Regions from separate parts of the Siniperca chuatsi genome. Here region 1 is linked to region 2. A link is a contact called in public Hi-C data. All regions are on one chromosome and are shown on one strand. The core of a region is the stretch at or near the end of the contact, and the rest is flanking DNA. Distances in the headings are between cores, read along the strand shown.

Region 1 (2,700 bases), core at 49-2,548, 270 kb before region 2:
ACCGCCTGCTCCGCCCTGCTGGCCGTCTTGCTGCCCTTCCTCATCTGGATGGCCTCGTGAACACACACACACACACACACACACACACACACACACACACACACACACACACACACACTGATGGGAAAGGGTGAAGAAACTCTGTAAACATCAGGAGTGTCTGCAGAGAATAATCTGTACAAATGTAAAATGATTAATAAAGATTGGGTTTCTGTTGATATTCTTGAACTCGTTGCTTTTGCTAGCTGAGGGATTGTCCTGCGCTGCTGTAATCCTAACAGACATCTAAACTGTGTGTGTGTGAAGCAGTTTTAATGGTCAGAAAGAAACATTAACGGGACAGAGGGGGGCGTACGCTGTCCAGATTGTGAAGCCCCTTTATGATTTGTGATATTGGACTATTTAAATAAAACTGACTTGACTTGACGTGAGTTATATTTTTTTATTTTTTGACGCTTCCTGTGTATTTGGACAACGGGAACTGCGTTTCCCACATGTACTTGCATGACAAAGCGCAGGTGTGCTTGATGTATTTATAAACTCTGGGAAAACATTATTATTATTATATTAGACCTTATGAATGTCCAGAGACTGGAAGCTTGGCTTCATCATTAAAACTTGCATTTATTTATATATATATATATATATATTGCCTTCATTGAAGAATATCAGAAACACAGGAAGAAGAAGAGCAAAGATTACACAGACACATGCACAGCAATTGCTGCTATATTGATATTGTTTTTGCCACATGCACCACACGTTCATTTGCACTACCGGACTACTTACATATACATATACTGCATCACTTGCACTCCAGTACTCTGTACTGAACACTGCAGTAACTCATCTACTGCACTGTTCACTAATCCATAATTTGCACTACTTTATATTCATTGCACTGCTGCTCTGCCCGGTCCAACTCATTACTGTACATATCCATCAGTATACTTCTGTTTATAATAAAGCCATCTGTATATAATGTCCACAGCACCACTTGTAAGACATTTTAATAATACTGCTCTATCCTGCATTCATGCACACACTTTATATGCTTCTGCTTAGACCTGAACTGCATTTCGCTGCCTTGTGTAATGACAATAAAGTTTAATCTAATCTAATTAGAAGGCTGGCGAGTGGAGATGTTTCAGCAGAAAACGAATACTGCAATTTAATTAAATTTTTTTTTTAATTTATGTATTTTATTCGATTTTATTTGATTTATTATTTCATTTCTGTTCATTTTATTTTATGAGGGGAACGAATCTCCATGTTGTCCCGCCCTCCGTGCCCCAGAGAGACGCGCTGATTGGCTCAGTCTTCATGTCAATCATACTTCCGGGCCGGTTGATTTTAGACGCTCCAGGTAAGTTTTTTATCTCGGTGAAGTTTTAAAAGAAACAGGTGACATTACCTGTGCATTGTTGCTGCTTGAGGTTTGAATTATTGTGAGAAGAAATGCCGACAGACGGAGCTGTTAAGGGTTTATTTGTGGGCTAGCTTAGCTTAGTTAAAAAGGTTGGAAGAAGCTAAAGTTACCGTTATGCTACACAGCCGCTAGCATAAATGTTGGCTAATTTAACGGCTAATTATTTTTTTTTAACTTGGGATGTTTTGTGAATGTTTTAGTACTTGGGTGAATTAATCTAGTTTACACATATCGGTTAGCAAGTTAACTTCACATTAGTGTTTACTGTGGCTCACTGGTTGGGTCTAGGGGCCTTCAGGGGTCCTTGAACCGGTTCCAAGTGGTCCACAGCAAATAGCAACTGAAGTTAGCTAACGTTAGCTAAACAGCATATTGAAGAGTAATTAGCTTAATCTAGCTTCATTTTCAATTTCTGAAATCTTATTTAAGTTCAACAAACATTAGGATGAGTATTTTGATAACGGGTTCCTCCTTTTGCGCTGTTAGCATTAATAAAACAGTGACACATCAGTAAAAGTTAGCCCGCTAGCTAACAAGAAAATACATGTCAGATTGGGTTCCTAAGGGGGGAAAATGCTCTGGAAACTTAAAATATAACTACTTTTCATTACCACAGCGAGTGTGAAAGTATGATTTAGGCTACACACTGCCAGTGGATTTAAATCACATGAGAGTTATTCAGCAGTTTGCCTGTGGCTCTGAGACAGTGTCCCAGGTACATTAAGCTGCCAACAAAAAAAACATGAAATGTGAAGTTAAAGCAGGTTTTCAGGTAATACCGAAGTTAATTATGGTAGGTTTTGGTGGTTTCCTGCAGTGATAATAGTATGTAGTGGCATATAATGCAGAATTTATGATGTCTTCATTTAAATCGAAGTCATTTTATGGGCTTACATATAGTCAAATGCTGTTTATAACAGTCAGCAAAAAGCTATTTTGGATGTTTTAAAAGTATAACCTCTGAAACTGTTTCGTGCTTTCAGTCTCTTCTTAAATCGGATTTTAAATTTGAAAAGGAATTGAAGATGCGTCTACTAAAATTACATTTCTGAAGTTTAACCAGAGTTAATGTAGTAACTCGAGCTCCAACTGCAGATTATTTTTAATATCGCTTAATCTGCCCATTAGTGGGAAAATAGTGACAAACGTCCATCATACGTGAGAGCTGGAAACAGCAATTAACAAAATAGTTGTTGATTAATATTCTGATTGATATTTTGTCGATCGGGATATTAAGTGTATATAACACATATTTCAGCAGCAGTAGTAAT
Region 2 (2,700 bases), core at 28-2,527:
AGTTTATTTTATTGTATTGTCTTTGCATGTCCATGTTCCACATTTGGACAGGAAGTGTATAAAGTTTTATGATGGAATGAAACCAAACAAAAACAAATCAAAAAGTGATAATAATGTAAAGAATTCATATTTGAAAAATAGCTTAAGACTGACTTCATGCACGACTCCAGTTGTGCATATTTTACCTGTGGATATGAAATTTTGAATGCATACGCCAGTACTAAGTTAACTCTCTCAAAACTCTTAATACAACTCTGTGTACTCACATTTAAGTGTTAAAACAACTGATTCACTTGCCAAAATGTGTAAAAACTGCCACAAGCCTCGACAGATAGATAGATAGATAGATAGATAGATAGATAGATAGATAGATAGATAGATAGATAGATAGATAGATAGATAGATAGATAGATAGATAGATAGATAATATTCTTTTTAAGGTTACTTATCTACAGCATGTAATACATCTGTTATTGTCTTGCTTTTGCTGCTGTGACACATTAATAATTTCCCAGAGCGTGATCAATAAGGATTATCTCATTTTATATCATCTTATCTTATTTTGTTTTGTCTAAAAAAGTAGGCCTTTTGAAGGTTACGTCACTTATCAAAACCAGTGTTACATAAAACAAACAGCGGTGGAAGACGTTAAGTAAAAGTGGCCAGACTACAGTAGCCTATAAAAATACATTAATATATATATATTACTGGAATATTATCACTGATGGATGTATAACAGCAAATGTTTACAACTTGATTTACTTTGGTCGATGGGTATTTTAATCTATAACAATGCATCATATTTATGTAAAGTGTAATAAGAAATCTTAATCTGAAAAGTAACTATAGCTGTGAAATAAAGGTAGTGGTGTTAAAAGTAGCTTAAGATATCTCTCTCAAATGTACTGGAGTAGAAGAATAAAGTAGCTTTAAATTAAAATACACAAAGGACAAGTAGCTCAGAATGTGCTTGTACTTGAGTAAATGCAGTTACAGTCCAACACTGAAAACGGGTAATAAAAACCAATTAATACAGGAATAAAGTCAACATAACAGAATATAATTTAAACAGAGGTAAAATAAAAATGTAAGCTGGACAGTGTATGAAACAAAATGAGATATCAGGCAAATAAAATCCGTTAACCAACTGATTTTAAGCTGCCATTAGTGTTTAACAGGCAGTAAAGTAAAAACCTTTAGAGGATTTAGGGCTAAACGCGAATCTGTTCTGTTTGTCCTAAATGAGGTGACGTCGCCTTGTCATCAAGCGACACTGCGATTGGCACCAAATTTCTAAAACAACCCGCCTCCTCTTCAGCTTCTCGGAGCCCATTGGTTGACAAACCCGTCCGTCAACTGAACCCGGAAAAACAAACAAACAAGCACGCTCAAGTACGTCCACGGCTTCGCTTTTCGTACGTTTTGTTCAGTTTTAATCCAGCTTTTCAGAATTTTATCTTCAGATATATATATATTTTACAACTAGAAGCCAAAAGACACCAGTGGAAATGTATTTATGCTCATTCGAACCGGATATTCGCCTGTAGTAGCAGTTTGGCTCAAACGTTAGCCCGGGAAAAAGCTCCGTTTGGTGAGTTCTTAAGATGTCTTTCTTTTTGTTTAGTTACAGTTTGTCTTTCTCCGAAGAATCAATAACTTCACCCGGGGCAGAATTTATCAGGCGAAGGTGGACAGGAACTTGTTAAAACAAAAGGTAGCCCCAGTTTGTGCCTCGAATGTAATGCTAATGCATGAGAGGCACAAACTGCTAAGCTAAGCTAAAGTTAGCCTCACAGATGGACTAAAGACATAGCATTCAGTCCCCTAGCATACAGTTAAGTCAAATATTATATATAGCTTAGTTTCATCATATATAGCACTTTTAAAAACACATGTTACAAAGTGCTTCACACCACAATAAAAGATAAAATGAGGCAAAGATAAATGCTATTAAAACAGAGCAGCACTTCAAGTTAAAAGGTAAAAACAATATATAATGATAGAGTAACAAAACGAGTAAGAGAAGGACGTTATATGAGACTTTCTAAGATGCTCTCTGTGACTATATGCTTTTGTTTTTTTTATACAATTCACTGTTAATCTCATGTCTTTTAGGTCTGTTGTCTGTTGATGAACCTCTGACTGACTGCAGTGGAAATCATGGCGTCATCCAGCAGTCTGTCTCTGCTGGGCTTCAAACAGCTGTCGGTCTACCTGGTGGACTGCTTGAAGACACCAGCAGACCTGGGACCAGCTGTGAGACTGGAGCCAGAAGGTGAGCCGCTGAAGAAACACAACGTCACGTGTTCAGATCCTGCAGCTGTCAGGGACCGAAGAGGTTTTCACTTTGGCTTCCCCTGCTTAGTGTTTTACCTTCTGTTATATGATCTGAGCTCGCTAACGTCCAGTCTGACATTTTTCTTTTTAATTATACCTAGTCAGGGCTTCAGACTTAACACATGACTGTAAACAGGAATAAAGATGTTTTTTAATTTACTTAAATTTAGTAAAAAGTAGCTCTTCTTTGGCAATGCTATGAGCAGTGTTAAATTTTATTACCGTTTCTGACTCGTCACTGCTTCGGTTTGCTGGTGCTGAAACGCTGCGGGGGAGGTGTGTGTGCGCTCTGTTTCATTACTGAATATGAGACTATTTTGTGTTTTCGCATGTATTTACGTTCTTTCATTCACTGAGAGAGAG

The links. Hi-C and Micro-C count contacts between places; a contact is called where the count stands out from the background.
Region 1: a contact with region 2 is called in a Hi-C map of skeletal muscle, with 7 times the contacts expected there. The contact joins the promoter of rbm46 here to the promoter of LOC122870274 in region 2. A contact is called at or near these places in 3 of 3 Hi-C or Micro-C datasets (liver, skeletal muscle and an unstated tissue).

What each region holds. Positions count from the first base shown.
Region 1 is chrLG22:22,565,529-22,568,228 of ASM2008510v1, reverse strand. rbm46 (probable RNA-binding protein 46) reads left to right here and starts at 1,298. Exons shown (of 16, transcript XR_006376503.1): 1 at 1,298-1,366. lratb.2 (lecithin retinol acyltransferase b, tandem duplicate 2) reads left to right here. Exons shown (of 5, transcript XM_044184407.1): 5 at 1-443. The coding sequence ends at 60.
Region 2 is chrLG22:22,293,638-22,296,337 of ASM2008510v1, reverse strand. LOC122870274 reads left to right here and starts at 1,277. Exons shown (of 3, transcript XM_044184404.1): 1 at 1,277-1,392; 2 at 2,116-2,275. The coding sequence starts at 2,161.